Regions from separate parts of the Mus musculus genome. Here region 1 is linked to region 2. The links are chromatin contacts, called in public Hi-C maps. All regions are on one chromosome and are shown on one strand. Each heading gives the region's core, a stretch centred on a gene start, on an enhancer-like site or on the middle of the called end of the contact. The rest is flanking DNA. Distances are from core to core; before and after follow the strand shown. Region 1 holds the start of Stk4 (serine/threonine kinase 4). Region 2 holds the start of Samhd1 (SAM domain and HD domain, 1).

Region 1 (2,728 bases), core at 93-2,592, 6.9 Mb before region 2:
CAGCATTCTCTGGCTGTAATTAATAAGTACTCCTTTGAGTGCCTCAGCACACCACACTAAGTCAAACCTGAGCCCATCTCAACAAGCTGTTTGTTTGATTCCATGTTTGTGTACTTCCAACAGACCCTGCCTCCCCTAAGAGTGCTGCCCAGGCTTTCACACACACACACACACACACACACACACACACACACACACACACCACCTCTCCGGTGCCCGGCACTCCCTTACTCTGAACACTTCCTATTTTAGTGCTCATTCTGCTGCAGGAAGTCAAATGTCTTCTCTGTGAAACCCAAGTTTTTAGCTGTGTCTGAGAGAAGCACGACTCCCTCAGGCTCTAGGCTTTTTTTCTCCAGGTGAGACGGGGAGTGGTCCAGCACAACAGCAGTCAGTTCATCTTGACCCAAAACAACTCTAGATACTTCTAGAATCTAGAGCCAAGAGAGTATCGAAACAGAATTTGAACAGGACAAAGTCTGGCTGAGCCTACTGTGTCTAAACTCTATTTATTGGACCTCAGATTACCCACTCCCGGGTTGGTGTTTGTTTGTTTGTTTGTTTGTTCTTTATCAACGTCCCAACTTTGGGTGTTGGAAGGCTGAGGACGATTTGAAAAAAAGTAGGCAGTCACTCATGAACTCAGTAATAAAAGCCATTACCGCCATCACTACTAATACATCATCCTACATGGGGCGGACACCCTGAAGCCCCTTGGAAACTCTAGCCCCCCATAACCCTTTCTCCATTACTAGAACCGTGAAACGTTGGTACTGACACAGTAAGGCAGTTAGGAGCAATGACTTGGGACAGAACCACCAGGACCCAAAATCCCCGCTCCACCCCTTACTTAGCCATGGGACCTCCAATCAATGTTTCTAACGACTTCTGCCTCGAAAGCGAAGCAACAGGGTTAAGTCCTCGCTCACCCGGCCTCAGCATTCGCCCCTACATCCTCGGGTCCCTTCTTGGGGCGCCTTCCCCGGCCTCTGCTGGGGTCTCCCCTAACTTGTCCGCACGTTGCCCAGAGAGTGCTCTCTCTAAGCAAAACCACTTCTGCCCGGGCCAGCGGACGCTCCCTCCTCTCTCGGCAGGTGCTACTGCAGCCCGGTCACCAGCCTCGCGGGTCCCTCTCCTCCCGGCCCGAGCTCGCACGCCGGGGTCTACCCTCAGCAAGCTCGCGCCTTCTCTCCTCACCCAACTCTCTTGCCTCTCAGCCTACGGCCCCTCACCTGCGCGGTGGGTTCCTCAGCTGCACGGTCTCCATGGCGCTGCCGGCAGCCGCCCAGACTGCCTCAATGCTCCATCCTCCCGGAGCCCGCCCCGCGAACCCTCCCACACTTCCGCTTTCCGCCCCTACCGGAAGCGAGAGGAGGCTGGGCGGAGCGGCGGGAGTCACGTGGCACAGTGGCGGGCGGATACAGAAGTCAGAAAGCCGAAGAGGTGCCTCTCGGGCGGCCTCTAGTGGCCCGAGTGTCAGCGACACCCTCTCCTTGACTTGCCTTTGGACTGAATACTTTCAAGCCTGACTCCTTGAGGGTTCTCCAGTTTCTCAGATGGGGAGGCTGTTAGCAAAGCACGGGCTTGATAAGTGAGTTCTTAAAATATATATATATAAATATATATATATATTTATATATATGTATATATATATTTATATATGTGTGTATATATATATTTATATATGTGTGTATATATATATTTATATATGTGTATATATATATATTTATATATATTTATATATATTTATATATATTTATATATATTTATATATATATTTTATATATGTGTGTGTGTGTATATATATATTTATATATATTTATATATATATATTATATATATATATATATATAGAGAGAGAGAGAGAGAGAGAGAGAGAAAGAAAAAGAAGTGAGTTCATATTAGGGCCAAGGGGAAAAGCCCCAAGCCCTCTGTAAACTAGGGCGCAGTCAAGAAACCATCAAAATCTCTGCTCCAAGACTGGAGAGGTTTTATTGTAGATGAGACCAAACAGCATCTGGAAGACTCCTGAGCAGAGAGAAAAAAACAGACTGGCCAAGGCCAGGGCTATATCTTCCGGGCAGAAAAAATTAGCGAAGAGGGAGAAGAGCCGGTCGGGACCTTGCTGTAGCGTAACTGCTGCGGAGGGGAGTGTGCAAGTTGTAATCTGGAACAGCCTGGGAGCATAGTGGAGGAGGTAAGGAGGGCCAGGCTGCTTTGCTACTCATAACAGATATATGTTACTAGGGACCAAGGACCCTGCAGGTTAGCTTGGCTTAAGTCTCCTTTACCAAAGGCAAGGACGATAAAGGAGTGACTCCTTTTGGTAGACAGAAACCAACAGGTTACAGAGGACTACTCGGGTCTGTCCACCAGCAATCCTTTTGTTTACACTTTCAATATTCAACACAAGCCTTCCCTTTTGGGGGAGGAATTGGGGGTTCGCTTTGGACCTGGCACACCCCCAAAAACGGAAAGATCCACTAATTTAGTCCAAAATGACAGTCTAGACTCAGCTCAAGCCGATAGGGTTATTGACAAAAATAAAGCTCAAGGGCTGGAGGGGTGGCTCAGTGGTTAAGAGCACTGACTGCTCTTGAAGAGGTTCTGAGTTCCATTCCCAGCAACCACATGGTGGCTCACAACCTGTAATGGGATCTGATGTCCTCTTCTGGCGTGTGACTGAAGACAGCTGCAGTGTACTCACATACATAAAATCAATAAATCT
Region 2 (2,700 bases), core at 60-2,559:
TTGGAAGGACTGTCAGTGCTCTTAACCACTGAGCCATCTCTCCAGCCCTCTCTCCCAGCTTTTATACTTCACTTTCCTACATCTGAAATTCGTTAAATGAATGTTTGTAAAGCCTTTAGAACAGGGCCCTGATCACATCAGCACTGTTTGCTAAGAATATTTTGGTTCATCCGATTTCTAGTTTGTCTGTTGTTTGTTTGTTGCTGGGTAATGAACATCGGGCCTCGAGCTTGTTTTGTTTTTGGTTTTGTTTTTTCGAGACAGGGATTCACTGTGTAGCCCTGGCTGTCCTGGAACTCACTTTGTAGACCAGGCTAGCCTCAAACTCAGAAATCAGCCTGCCTCTGCCTCCCAAATGCTGGGATTAAAGGCGTGCGCCACCACACCCGGCTCTCAAGCTTGTATTTTATGCCTAAGCATCACTTACAGCTGTCGGGCTCACCACTAAACATCTCATTTGTACTGCCTGACGTTAAAATACCTAGATGTGTATGTGTCTTGGTTTCTGAAGAGGTGTCGTAAATTAGTGGTCGTTGTACTAGTAATGGGTGGATAAAGATTTATGGGGAAGTTTGGGGTCTGTCCCAAAATGGCTTAACGCCAAAAAAAAAAAAAAAAAAAAAAAAAAAAAAGAAAGCCTGCTATTTGGACACTGACTAGTAATTAGTAAAAATACTGTCTATTTGGAAATAATAGGGCGGTCTGCTGCCAACTAACTGTGAATGTGGAATCTAACAGGACAGTCCGACAACCAGCTGGCAATCACTTCAGGGTTTTCCAGTTGGGCCAGTCCCTTGTTTTCTGCTCTGGGATAGGAGTGGCAGCTTTGTTGCCTTATAGGGTTTTTTTGTTTTTTGTTTTTAATTTTATTTTAACAAGTTTACAGCTTGGGGTGTTTGAAACCTGGCAAAACGTATTTGTTTCAGGAAGATACCTGCAGTTCACCAGAAGACCTTTTTAATCTGGAGCGTGGTGAACCTTCCTTAGCCCCAGATGCCCTCTTTGGCCTTGTCCTCACTAAAGTCTCCACTCTTAACCACAACTCAGTTTTGCTTTTCTAATAACACCACCCTTTCGGAGAAACACAAGGGCGGAGTTGAGGGCGATCGCGTAGGCATTGCGCTTGCGCAATGGGCCGGGCGCGAGCGCCCCGGGGAGGCCACGCTCCCAGGGCTGATGTCCGGGGCGCCTGCGCAGTAGGCCTGGAGGCTGGCAAAACTGAATGGACTCACTTTTGGGGTGTGGTGTCAGTGCGGCTGCGCGCGAGCCGGTGCCGCGGTACTTAACTTCGCAGCCCCGGGTGTCGGAGGTAGCCATGCAGAGCGCACCCTTGGAGCAGCCAGCTAAGCGACCCCGCTGCGATGGCAGCCCAAGGACGCCACCGAGCACTCCTCCTGCAACAGCTAATCTGTCTGCAGACGACGACTTCCAAAACACCGACCTCCGAACCTGGGAACCGGAGGACGTGTGCTCCTTCTTAGAGAATCGTGGTTTCCGAGAGAAGAAAGTGCTGGACATCTTCAGAGGTAGCGGGCCTGAGGGACGAAGGATGGCCACCGTGGGGCCGAGCAGGGAGAGTCCACATGGGAGGCATCCTAAGGGGGAGGTCTCTGGGGGAAGCGGCTGGCGGGAACCCGCCGCTGGAGAAGGAGGCGCCCTGTCGGGATGCGAACACACGGGCTACCCGAGGTGGGCACAGGTGAAGTGCAAGCCCATCGGTTCACTCTGGGCGGCGAACCTAGTAGAGGCCCAGGGAGGTTTGGTAGAAGGGTCTTTTCGGGAACTTGTCACTTCTGCCAGGAGCGATCCCCGCCCTTCTTAGAAGATTTTACCCCAGACCTCCGGCTGTGGCTTGCGGTCTTTCAGGCTCACCTGGCTTGGGAGACCCTTTTGTGCTAACCGCAGCTCCCGGAACACTTGGCCCCATGAGAGATTTTGAGCGCTTTTAAGTTTAACTCTGAAGCTGGTCCCGGAATTTGGGGTTTTCCTTAAAGGGGAGGGAAGGTGCTTAATCTCTGGATTCTCACTGACTATCATAATAGCCTAGTAGGGTTCAGTATGTGCTCATTGTATTTGCAGAGTGCTACTAAGGGAATTTCTCTTCCAACATAAGAGCAAGTTATTCACTGAAACCCCAACATTCCACAACTTGGCCACTCAAGAATTTTAAGAATTTTAAGGGATGCTTCTGGTTCTTGGTCTTGCTCCCGTCAACACTTTGAATCTGCTCAACTTTTTTTTTTTTTTTTTTTTTTTTTTTTCTTGGTTGGTGGCTGTGAAGCTTAACCCCTTGCATGATCGATCCCCGGAGGTGTTCGCTTGGAAAGTGGCCCCTCCGTGGTTATGATTTTCAAATTCAGTGAACTTTACTTCTTGTGGGGTGGAGCCCCTTGTGCCTAACTGAAGGACTGACTTTAAGAAAGCTTTAAAAGGGGTTGCGGATTTAGCTCAGTGGTAGAGTGCTTAGCAAGCGCAAGGCCCTGGGTGCGGTCCTCAGCTCTGGGGGAAAAAAAAAAAAGAAAGAAAGCTTAAAAATAGGAACTCACGTTTCTCTTTTTCTCTCCCTCTACAGAAGAGTAACTTTGGGGGTGGGGGTGGGGTAAGACAGGGCCTGTCTTATGTAGTCTCTATAGACCAGCCTAGCCTCGAACTCAGAGATCCACCTGCCTCTGACTCCTGAGTACTGGGATTAAAAGTGTA

What was found. Hi-C and Micro-C count contacts between places; a contact is called where the count stands out from the background.
Region 1: a Hi-C map of CD8 T cells shows a contact between it and region 2, with 4 times the contacts expected there. The contact joins the promoter of Stk4 here to the promoter of Samhd1 in region 2. A contact is called at or near these places in 4 of 484 Hi-C or Micro-C datasets (CD4 T cells, CD8 T cells and regulatory T cells).

Annotation. Positions count from the first base shown.
Region 1 is chr2:164,072,752-164,075,479 of GRCm38.p6, reverse strand. It overlaps Stk4 (serine/threonine kinase 4), which reads right to left and starts at 1,342. Exons shown (of 11, transcript NM_021420.4): 1 at 1,233-1,342. The coding sequence starts at 1,267.
Region 2 is chr2:157,133,705-157,136,404 of GRCm38.p6, reverse strand. It overlaps Samhd1 (SAM domain and HD domain, 1), which reads left to right and starts at 1,309. Exons shown (of 16, transcript NM_018851.4): 1 at 1,309-1,526. The coding sequence starts at 1,316.